Linked DNA regions of Oryctolagus cuniculus: region 2 is linked to region 1. A link is a contact called in public Hi-C data. All regions are on one chromosome and are shown on one strand. The core of a region is the stretch at or near the end of the contact, and the rest is flanking DNA. Distances in the headings are between cores, read along the strand shown.

What was found. Hi-C and Micro-C count contacts between places; a contact is called where the count stands out from the background.
Region 2: a Hi-C map of psoas muscle shows a contact between it and region 1, with 2.6 times the contacts expected there. The contact joins the enhancer-like site here to the promoter of SMAD7 in region 1. A contact is called at or near these places in 2 of 6 Hi-C or Micro-C datasets (psoas muscle and an unstated tissue).

What each region holds. Positions count from the first base shown.
Region 1 is chr10:28,915,402-28,921,299 of mOryCun1.1, reverse strand. SMAD7 (SMAD family member 7) reads right to left here and starts at 3,433. Exons shown (of 4, transcript XM_051851236.2): 1 at 2,833-3,433; 2 at 1,649-1,702. The coding sequence starts at 3,433.
Region 2 is chr10:29,064,052-29,069,949 of mOryCun1.1, reverse strand. All of the region lies in intron 9 of CTIF (cap binding complex dependent translation initiation factor), which reads left to right. Among named protein-coding and RNA genes, the nearest start is that of SMAD7, 150 kb to the right of the region's middle. Within about 2 kb of position 2,244, at least 5 of the 8 cell types and tissues checked have an H3K27ac peak or open chromatin away from gene starts, as enhancers often do.

The DNA of each region.
Region 1 (5,898 bases), core at 2,184-4,683:
TAAGCGACGCTGTGAGCTTCCGACTGGCAGGTTAATCACTTCCTATTGGCCCATCAGCAACCTTCTCTCCCCCTTGGAAATGGCACATTCCTGTCTTTGTGGCTTCTCTGTTTACACACATTTTGCTACCTAATGTCAACACTTGCTAATGAATAAATATATCACTCCACTCACCGAAAATGAGGTCCCGGCCTGGCAGAAGGACTGCTAAGACAGCAAGACCCACCAGAACGTGACCTTGCTGCTCTATGGCTTGGGGAGGCTTCTGGGAACACCATCCTCCCTTCTGATGGAAACCTACAGCTAGGAATGCACAGGGAAAACCAAAAATGGGCCGCCATCGTCCCTGGAAGACCTAACCTTAACCTCCTGCAGGAATTCTTGATGCTTGAAGCCACAGTCCTCGGGGAAGCGGAGCTTGGTCACTCCAGTTAAGGTTTGTTACAAACACAGGGAGTTGGTTATCTCATTAATGACCATTTATCTGGTGTTTTGTAAATCGAAAGCAAAATATCACATGCTCCACAGGCCCCTTATTAGACAGGCACCAGGCAAGCAGCAACGCCTTCCCAGCTTGGGGGAGCTGGTGCAGTCCCAGGAGGGCTGGCTCCGCGCACGGGGCTTCGGTTACACGTTCATTAAAGTATTTAATGTATGACAACGCCCCGGCAAAACTTTTAATTAGTGGGGGGAACGGCCCAACAGCCAAAATGCATGAGGCAGAAGGACCTGGAGAATTCCAGGACCTAAACGGCGCCCAGCCCTTCGCTCCTCCCGCGCCAGACCCTTGGCAAAACCAACCATGGCACCAGTGTGCGCCGGTGCACAGGCACAGACACCAGTTACAGTCTGTACTCTCCAGCAGGTGACTCTGCCTGGAAGAAGGGGCTGCAGGCTGCCAGCCTGTCTCCGGGGTCACCCCCCAGGTCAGTTCTGCTAACCCTGTCGCCTGGCACCGCAGCACCAAAGGTTGGGACCCCTGTGTCGCCAGCCAGAAATCAAACGCGGACAACCACAGCAGGGCTGATGCCAATCTCAAATGGGTTTCTGCCCTGGCCGGGGGCCCTCCCGAGACAAACCAACAGGCAGGCAGAGGTACCCTAAACACTTTCATGACCAGACCAAGGATTCCCAGGAAAAAAAAGGACAGGGCTGACTTGTATGTGACTGGGGCAGGGGGCACCTACTCCCCTCTGGCTTCTGGAACTTCTTAAATGCACCACCATCCTATCCTAGACAGGCCAAACTCGGCACCTCCATTCCCTCAAACCAGCCCTGATTCCTTGGGCACTCGCCACAGTCTCTGAAGGTTCCCATCACCCTGCTCTGCTTAGTCCCCAAGCCACTTCTTTGTGGCTTAAAGCATCCGGGTATTAAAATCCAACCAGCTTCAGAGGCAGAGGGCAAATATACGTGAAAATGGAACCCAAGGTAAAGCTTATCTAGAAGAGGTCTTTGCAAAGAAAGAAAGAAAAAAAAAAAAGGCAAAAAACCAGCCACACTAACACAAAGTCACCAAACTTCCAGCACAGGAAACCCAGGTGCCACTTGGGGCGAGGCCAGCACCTCCCCAAGGCTGCTGTCTGGACACAAAACACCCCGCTTCTAGCAGAATAGGAAAAGCATTTTTTCCAAGCCATCTACTCACCAGTTGGTTTGAGAAAATCCATCGGGTATCTGGAGTAAGGAGGAGGGGGAGACTCTGGAATTAAAAAGAGGAAATAAAGGCCGGGCCATGAGAAAGAGAGATAGAAACTTATGATAACAGAGGCATTCTTTCGGCCCCACTGTTTGTCTTAGCTGTGGGGGTTGGAGGCAGGGCTGCGGGGCGGTGATTGCCTTGATATTTAGCTGTCAGATAAACAAAAGAGGCCGCCTGGCGCCAGCCTCGGCGCTCCGCTCCTCCACGTCTGCGGCGGCCGCCGCCGCCGCGCTCGCCCAGCCGGGCTGGAAACCACCAGCTCGGCCGCGGCTCGGCCGGGGCCGCGCGCCTCGCGGCTCCCCGGGTGGAGGGGGGACAGCCCGGCCCCGAACCCTAGACCCCCATCCCACCTCCCGCCCCAGCCCCTGCGAGGGAGGCACGGGACTCCCCATTCCCAGCCCAGGGGGAAGACGCGCCCCAAGCGTGCTGGTGAGCTTGGGGGGCACCTCGTCCCAGGCACCTTAACCTTTGAAAGAAAAGGTGGGGTGGGGGGAGAACGCAGGCAAGTGGGAAGGCCAAAGGGAAGGGGCTCGGGAGCTCTGTCGGGGGAGCCCAGGCCCCAGCTCCGGGACGGGCAGCAACGTCACCAATGCGCTGGGATAGAGCATTCCAGACCCAGTTCTGCGCCCGTTTGGTGCCAGAGAAAGGAGAAGGCGGGGGACACTCGACTTCAGGCCTCTAGAACGGCGCAGCCCAGGGCGCCATCCCAGCCGGGCCTCCCCTGCTAACCCGAGCCAGGGCAACATCTGGGCCGCCCGTGCCCAGTGTCTCCGCGGCCGCCAAAAGCAGCTCGGCCCTCCCTCTCGCTTCTCCCAGCCTTCCTTGGCGGGCTTGGCCCGGATCCAACTCGGCCACACACCTCAGCGCCTTTCCGGGTGCGGGGGAGGCGTGAGCCCCACTTGTCTCCGCACCCGGGTGCCGATGCGGAAGTGAGGACGTCTTTTTAACCGCCCATCAGTACAGTGTGTGGTGGAGCTGCGGCCACAGGGCCCCTGGGGGCGCCGGACAGACCTGGGAGGGAACCCCCAGGGAAAGCCCTCGGAGCCCGCCCCGGCCCCCCGTGTCTCTCTCCGCCCGGGAGGTGACTCGCGGCGCCGCGCGCCGGTCGCGGGGCGGGAGCAACTCCTCACCTAGTTCGCAGAGTCGGCTAAGGTGATGGGGGTTGCAGCACACCAGTTCGGGGTTGATCTTCCCGTAAGATTCACAGCAACACAGCCTCTTGACTTCCGAGGAATGCCTGAGATCCGGCCACCTGAACACTTTGCACAGCAGAAGGGGCAGCGAGTAGGACGAGGGCGGCTGCGCGGGCTGCGCGCTGGCGGGCGCCCCCGGGCCCGGCCTGCAGTCCAGGCGGCCGGGCAGCAGGAGGCACGCGGTGCGCGTCCCGCCCCGGGACTCCACGGCCTGGAGCAGCAGCTCCAGCTGCCGCTCCTTCAGTTTCTTGAGCACCGAGTGCGTGAGCGCCTTCAGATCCGCCTCGGCGCCCCCGGCCGCGCCGACGCCCGCGGCCGGCGGGTGGGGGTGGTGGTGACCTTTGGCACCTCGGACCGCCTTGCCCAGGCAGCAGCCAGCCCTGCCCGCGCCGCCGCCACCGGCCCCATGCGCCCGGCCGTCCGTCGCCCCTTCTCCCCGCAGCTCGCCTCCGCCCGCACCCTCCTCCCCGTCCTCGCCGCCGGGCGCACGGCTCCTCCAGAGACGCCGGACGAGCGCAGATCGTTTGGTCCTGAACATGCGGGGCGAGGAGGCGAGGAGAAAAGTCGTTTGCCGGCTAAGGAGCGAACATGACCTCCGCACACCATGAAGAACTCGGGCGCCGAGTTGAGGCAGCAGGCGCAGGCGACAGCAGCAGCAGCAGCAGGGGCCCAGGCAGGAGCGGCGGCGGCCCGAGGGGCGCTCCGTGGCATGCGCCAGTCTCCCGGAGGCCGGGGCGCGCGCGGGGGCCCGGGGGCGCCCGCCGGGGCTCGGGGGCCTGCGCTCCGGCTGCCCCACCCCGCGCGGCCCGCGCCCTGCGCGGCTCTCGGGCCCCGGCGCGCCCCGGAGGAACGCGGCCGCCGCTTCCCTGGGGGCGGCCGAGCCTGCCCCCGTCGGCGCCTCCCCAGCGAGCGGCCCCCCCGCGGCGGCTCCCGAGTGTCGGGCTCGCCAGCCTCGGCTTCCTACATGGAAGATCCGCGGGGGCAGAAACCGAAAGGCGCCCGGCGAGGCTGCCCGAGCGAGCAAAGAGCCTCGTTCCCCCTTGCTAAGCAACTTAATTTGGGGGTGGGGAGAAGCAGGCAATTATAAAAAAAAAAAAAAAAAAAAGCAGGCACGCGATTTATTTTTTTCCTCTATATCCTTAGTAACCGGATCTCCTCGAATTCCGTGCGCACGAAGGCTCGGGGGAGGGGGCCGAGCGGACTTCACCCCGCATGAGCCGTCTGGCGAAACGTGGAGGTTCTCGCCGAACCTCAGAAGCAAATATGCAAAAGCCCCAGATGAAAACCACCAGCTCGTCCGCCCGCAGCCGGGGCTTGGGAGGAGAAAATGTTTACAAAGTGGAACAAGACGCTTGCGGGGTGCAGAGGCGCATCCACGAGCTACATGCCCGCTCCGTTCCTCGCAGAGCCTCGTTGGTCTTCCTCTCCGTTTCTTCTGCCTCCCCCCGAAAGATCGTGTAATTTTTTTTTTTTTAATCCACAGAAAGGTCGGGCTAGGCTGCTTCAATCCTGCGCATCCGGGTGTCCCAGGGGAGTCTCTGGTCTTTCCTCCTGCGGTCCCGGGGGCCCAGGTTCTCGGCGGGGACTTCCTCGGGGCTGGCGGGGGCGCAGGGGCAGAAGATGCTGCCGCTGCGGCTGCGGCGGCGGCGGCGACTGCGCCCAGCGGGGCTGACAGCGCGGGGGAACGCGGCACGGCGGCCACCGCGGGCCCCCGGTGGGTCGCACGCTCCTGCCCCCCCGGGCACAAGCTGCCGGCTAGCGCGGGGGCCGCTGGCGCCCCCTCCCCTGGCCGTGGCTGGCCGCCGGGGCTCCCCGCATGGGCTGCTCGCCCCGAGCCGGCTTCGGCGGCGGGAGGCCCCGGTGTCCTCTCGCCGCCTCCTCTGAGACTCCTCTCGTCGCAGCCGGCTGCCTCCTTGTCCCCCGTCCGCCCTCTCTCGGCGCTCGGGTCCTGCTGCCGCCTCCGGGGGCTCTCCGCGGCGCGCTCAGGGGCTCCGGGGCCGGGCGCTCGGCGGCTCGGCGCCGGCGGGCTGGCTCCGTCTCAGGCAGCTCTCTCCGGCGCGGCTCCCGGACCGAGCACGGCGCCCGGCTGGCTCGGCTGGCGCGGCTCGGGGACAGGATCCTCCGTGCGCCGAGCTGCAAGCGAGTGTGCCCGGGGCTCGCCGCCTCCCGCAAGGCCTCCGGCCCCCGCCCCCTTCCCTCCCCCTTCTCCCCCCTTCCCTCCCCCGCCCCGGCCGCCGCCGCCTCCTCCTCCCCGCCCCCCCGCCCGGCCCTCGGCTCGGCTGGTTCCACTGCGCAGTGGCGCGCCCGGCTCCGGCCTCGTCACGTGGCCGTCTAGACACCCTGTCGCTTTAAAAAAAAAAAAAAGCGATTGTGTTTCGCAAACAACAGATCGGGTTTCTAAAAGCTATTTCTCCCCCCCGCCCGCCACCGCCACCCCCTCCTGGGTCTGCAGCAGGGGGACCAATGTGGGGGGGCTGGGGGGGTGGAGAGGCAGGGGCCAGCGGGGCGCCCAGATCCGACCGAGACCCGGCTGGCGCGGGGGAGGCTGTGTGGACGAGCCGAGACGCCGGGCGGGACGAGCCGGTCGCTGGCCCGACCTGGACCGAGCCGAGCTGCGCCGGGGCCGTCCCGCGCGCGCTCGCCCGCGCGCTCCATTCATTCGTTTTGTTTGAAAGGCGCTGGCGGCCGAGCCCTGGCCGCGCCGGAGGGAGAGGGGTGTAGAGCGCCGCCTGTTCGAAAGACATTCACACCGGGCTGGAGCGGGGCCTGGGAAGTGCGCGCTGCAGGGAACAGCCGGGCCGCCGGGGGCGGGAGGCGGCGCGAGCGTGACCTCAGCGGCGGCCCGCTCCCGCTCCGGGCTCCGGTTTCCAGGACCGCCTGGAGAAGCGTGTCTTGTGCACGGCTGTGGAATGCGTTTGGCTGGCTGACGGGCCGCGAGGGGCGGCATCCCGGCGGGGGGCGGGGGCGGGGGCTCGCCCGCGGGCCGCCCGCAGGTTTCCTCCC
Region 2 (5,898 bases), core at 995-3,494, 150 kb before region 1:
TGGGCCGGTGCCGGAGTGAGAGTCCCGGGCAGGCCTGGGATGGAGCTGAGGTGCTCTGCACTGAAGTGCCAGCAGCCAGGGCAGGAGTGCTATGTGTGGCCAGGAGGCCAGCGTCTGACATGAACGATGCTCCCTGTACCCTAAAGCTTCCTGTGCAGTCCAAGAGACTGGCCCAGTGATGGTGCCCAGGACCAGCGCGAGCAGGACTGACAGCATGGGGTCTGGTCAGCCCGGGGCGAGTCCTAGCACTGGCACTTCCTGGCTGTGTGGCCAATGGCAAGTGGTGTTGCCTCTCTGGGCCTCAATTCCTTACCTGGAGAATGAGGCTAAGAGATAACGTTAGCCTGCCTTGTGCAGATGGATGCGGTGTTAGCATGAAAACAGTACAGATCAGGGTCGTGCCTGTCTGGGGCTCCCGTCAGGGTCTGGCCCTCCTTGGCAGCAGCCACGCAGGCACTCTGCAGGCGCTTAGTAGACACCAGCTGTATGCAGTCACTGTGGCCCCTAAGTCACTGCTGGCTGTCCCAGAGATTTTCAGAAATGCACATGACGTCACCCAGCGGCTCGGGGACAGAAGCGGAAGGAGTGCCCCATGCCCTGCCTCCTTAGAATGCAGCCACTCGTGCGCCATTGTGGTCAGCGGTGCATCTGGGGTGGGAGGGGCAGGCAGGGCCAGGTCCATGCAGACGACAGGTGGCAGGGAGGAGATAAGAAGCTGGCTCCGAGGCTGCTGCACAGGCTCAGCCCACAGACTAAACAGTGCTTGCGTGCACACCCCCGCCCCGCCGCCATCCTGCAACCCAGAGACTGCAGAGACAGCTTCCAGACCGGCACGCAGTGGGGCCTCGGGTCTGCTGTCTGGCCAGGAGGCGGGGACCTCTTCCCAGAGCCACAGACAGCAGCAGGATGGCTCCTCATCCCCCGGCTGCCCCACCTCCTCCTCCATGTCCTTCCTTCCCTCCCACATGCCAGCTTTCCAACCCCTCCCCCTGTGATTGGGAATGCAAAGGGAAGGAAACTCAGATGGGCCTGGTTAGCTCCCATGTAACCACCCCAGGGCTAGAGGATACAGCTCGGGGTGCGGTGGGTCCATGGGTGCCCCTCTGTGGGCACTCCGAGGGCAGGTGGAGTCTCCCAGCACAGAAGTCCTCAGGCAACAGGTGAGACCGCACCTGCCTTTGGCTGGCTAAGCCACAGGGAGCCAGTGGTCCCTTCCTCACTGCCCATCAAGTCTGCAGAGAGAGAGAGAGAGCCATGTGCTGTCTCGTACCTAATGCTCTAAATTATTCAGAAGTGAGGACCTGGGGTGCGGGCTGAGGCTGCCAGGGTTGCTCAGTCCCAAAGGAACCCGTCTAAGTTTTCCCGGCACCCAGCCCAGAGTGTCACCTGGGGGGAGAGCCACCTTGAAGAAAGCTTTCTTTTCTGCCTTCGCTAATGCCTTTTATTTTTTTGCCTCCCCCACCCCTGTACAACACAGCTGTCGTTCTTAGGTAGCCCAGGTTGGGTTAGGTAGCCCAGAACTCAAACCTGGCAAGGCCGAGAGGGGGGCCCTGCCACTCTGGGTTGTGCACATCATCGCCCTGTGAACGTGGCAGGAGCCGTGGACACCGGGGCTCCTCTGCCATGTTATTAAGGGGAGGCTTTGCTTGGGGGGCGCTTAGAAATACGCGGCTGCGTGGCAGGCACCTGCAGCCCCGCCCCCACCCAGGTGTCCTCTGCCGCCAGCCTGAACAGAGGGGGCAGTTGGGAGGTGATTGCAATGAGAGCCCATGGGGGCAAGATGGCCAGAAGCTAGTTCAGCCTAACAAGCACCTATTGAGCACTGTCTGTATACGCAGAAGGCAGAGTGCGGGGGCAGGGCTGAGGAGGGGTAGCACACAGAGGCACCAAAGCCCCGTCTGTCCCTTCCCCCTGTCCCCAGCTCGGGGCACCCCCTCCCTGACCCGCTGGCACAGCTTTTCTTCTTCTGAGATCACAAAAAGCCAGCCGGCCCATAATAGATGCTGGCTGTGGAGTCACAGAGGGTGACGCCCCCGCCGCCCCACCCCCCACCGCCTCCGCAGAGCCGCTGGCTTGGCCCCTCGGGTCGTCAGACTCACAGATGACCCCGAAGGGCTCGCTTGCAAAAGTTTGTTCTCTGGACTTTGTGTTTTCCCCATCTGTTCCCCCCTCCCAGCGCCAGCCCCTGTCCCCGCAGACACAAGTCAGCTGTGTGTGCAGACAAAGCCGCACGCCGCAGCGGGGGCCGGCCTGCCCAAGGGACATTTCCAGGGAACTCTGGGGGCGGTGGCTGGGAGGGCAGAGGCGACCGTCTGATTAGCAGGGACTCGGCGTCACAGTCTGGGCCAGAGAGGGCGCGGGGGCCTTGGCTGGGCCCCAGGGGCCGGTGACTGTGGGTGGTGGCCAGGGGAGGCAGGCTGGCTGGAAGAAATCTGCTGTTTGAGAAGTGGAGGAAGCGGGCTGGAGGGCAGAGATAACAGCGCGTTCTCTGTGCGTCTGTTCGCGGCCGCGAGGGCGGCTGGAGCCGGGCGGTCTGAGGCCGTATCTGGTGAGATTTTTGTTCTGGGTTATGAAAGTGACCTGTGGAGCCAGCAGCAGGGTTCAGGGCCTGGGAGAGAAGACACGTGGCCCTGCCCTCTCCTCCCCTTCGTCTCGTGTCACTCGCCCTCCTCCCCACTTTGTCAAAGGGCAGAAGAGGGGGAGGGCGTTCCTGGTGTGGGGGAAATGGTTGGGGGTGCAGGGGGTGCGCTCGACAGAACCACTTATTTGCCATAGGAATTTGGAGACTCCCCCTAATTTTTCTGGCCGTCTCGTTCTCGTTGGCTGTGGAATGGGGATTATTTTTATCTGCCCTGCATGGCGCGCGGGGTGCTTGCAGAGATCTTATGAAATAGGGACGTGGGACGAGGCTGCGCAGTGTTGGGTGCTGGGTGGATGAAGGGTGGTGAAGGGTGAGACGCCCGGGGCGGAGGAAGGAGGTGCCCAGTTGGGGAAGAGGCAGACAGAGAGGGCAACAGGAAGGCTCCCAGGCAGTGCTGGGTCCCAGGCCCAGCCAGGTGAGCTCTGGGCAGGAAGGTGGGGGGGGGGCGGCAGGGGTGTTTGGTCACTGCTTGGCTGGCCTGGTTGGGAATGAACTTCTCCAGGAGACAAGGGCAGCTGTCTGAAGCCCCTCGCCCCTCTGGGCCCCAGGGCCTTTGCCCAGCCTGGAAGCCAGAGTCCAGCTGATCGCAGAGGGTTGGGATTAGCACCTGGCCATGCAGGTCCCAGCCCTCTCCCCACCATCGATCCACCTTCTCTGATGTGCGAACTCAGGAAGGAAGAGGCAGGGCGACAGGGCTGTGAGGCTGAGAGATGCTGGGCACCACCCACCCCCAAGGCCACCCCGGCATTCAACTTCCCCTCCCTTGGCCCTGCTCCCGGGGCTCAGGGCACCCAGAGGCCCACAGGTTAGGCACCCGGGGCTCTGGGAAGCTGCAGACTGACAGGCCCTTGGGACTGGATGGGAGGATGGCTCCCTCCTCTCAGCTGAGCCACACAGACGCCAGGGCCTCCTGCACCCTCCAGATGGGGCTGAGTACACGAGTGGAGCTCGGAACAGGAATGCCCAGCGCCTGCTGCCTGGGCAGCTGCCACCCCACACTCCACCAGCTCCAGGTCCCCAGAAGCAGCAGGGGCAGCAGTGGGAAGGGAGAGCGTTCCTCGTAGACCCTTCTTTCCTGCGCAAGCATGCGTTCCCTGCACACCGACACCACAGAGGCTTTCCCTCCTCTTGCTCCAATTCATGGGTACCTGTCCCAGGTGCTGACCTGTTGGTGACACCATCGGCTGTTCCTCTCCTCTCTGGGAGAAGCGGGCTTGTTAGACACAGGGCACAGTGAGACTATACAGCTGAGGGGTCCCCAGGTGCCGGTGCACAAACCAAACTGGTCTCTGCCGTGAGCTGCATCAGTGTGGCTTCTGTGTGGAGTGCCTGGGACAGCGCCAGCTGTCCTTTCTGCGAAGGACTGGCCGTTTCTCCAGTGTTGCATGCTTCCGGCTGTCTCGGCATTGAACTGCCCTTGCTTTTGTGAGAGGACGGGCAAACGCTTTTTTTAAAAAACATTGTTAGCAAAGTCAAAGGCTGGCAGCCCTCAACTGTTGCCAGTCCAAGAGAGGCGAGAGCCCACGGCTCTGGTTCCAGAACGACATGGTCCAGCCAGGCCCCAGCTGTGCGGGGAGCTGAGGAGCCAGGGGTAAGAGGGATTGACAAGGAAGTGGGGTGCGGCCCAGGAGCTAGGACCCGGGCACCCGAACTCAGGGCTGGTGATCTGTGCCACAAGTAGCTTGCAACTTCCCAGGGACGACGTCCACTTTACCTGGCCTGCTTGGTCCCCTGGCTAGCGACGCCTCCTCTCACATGGCTGGGAATTCTGTGTCCCTACTGCCTGCCCCAGGCTGCCACCCTCCCTGCAAGTGCCGGGGAAGCCCAGAGACGCTGCACAGGCTGCCCTCAGTTGAGCAAACACCTTGACCTCGGCCCTCTGATCCCCACTCCCCAAGCCTTGGAGGCACATGCTCAGTACTTCCTCCTGCCTACCTTACACACAGGCATCCATGTGCACTGTGACCCCCGACCCCCACATTCCCGGTCACTCACATTGCTCCACGTGCATGCCAGAGGGCGGCTGTGTCCACACACAGGTACCTTCAGTTCCCAGCCAGCTCAGGACACCATGCTAGCAGAAAAATAGGAGCAGCCCACCCCCACCATTGGAGACCTCATAATCTGATGGAGGAGGCAGACAGACAGACCGGGGACCACAAACGTGCCTGCTAAGTGCTGTGACAGAGGCGTGCATGCACAGACCGCTCTGAGAGTCTAGAGGAGACAGAACTCCCTTGGGGATGGCTGGCTCCCGGAGGAAAGGACACTAGACACAAGTCCCCGGGGCTGGCTGGGCTGGGGGCACCCACTGAGGGCGTGACAGATGGGCGCGCGCAAAGGCAAGAAGAAGGAGGGCATGGTGCGCAGAGAAGAGGCGACTGTTCCGAGTGCAAACCAGCACCTGTGTCTCCCCTTCTTCCTTCCTCCTTCCCTTCTGTCTTCTTTCTGGCCCTCCTGCCTGCCTCCTTTCCTCTCTCCCTTCTCTCTTCCCTCTCCCTTCCTCCCCCTCCTTTAATGAGAAAGCACTCACAGAAAGGCAGGAAGAGCCCTGTGGATTGTGGATGTTTCTGACTATTAGAGACTGCAAACCTAAAGCCAGCCATAGCTGCCCTAAGTGACTACAAACTTAGAAAACGAGTTTGCAGACACCACGCCTGGCTTGGGATGCCCTGTCCCAAGTAGTCTCGGGAGGATACAGCATGGAGCCCTCGCTACTGCTGCCTGCACTCCTGGGGGCTCCACCCCTTGCACACAGAAACCTGCCCACCCAGATGGTTCAAGTTTTGCTCTCCAAAGGGCAGAGAAGCCAAGCCAAACCTCAACACCATCCGAGCCGGCGCCGTGGCTCAATAGGCTAATCCTCCGCCTTGCGGCGCCAGCACAAGGTTCTAGTCCCGGTTGGGGCGCCAGATTCTGTCCCGGTTGCCCCTCTTCCAGGCCAGCTCTCTGCTGTGGCCAGGAGTGCAGTGGAGGATGGCCCAGGTGCTTGGGCCCTGCACCCCATGGGAGACCAGGAGAAGCACCTGGCTCCTGCCTTCATATCAGCATAGTGCGCTGGCCGCAGCGCGCCAGCCGCGGCGGCCATTGGAGGGTGAACCAACGGCAAAGGAAGACCTTTCTCTCTGTCTCTCTCTCTCACTATCCACTCTGCCTGTCAAAAAAAAAAAAAAAAAAAAAAGACCATCTGAGAGAGCAAAGGCTTTCGAAATGAGGCACCCCAGAGACCAAACCCAGGGGTGAAAGGCAGAGTTACA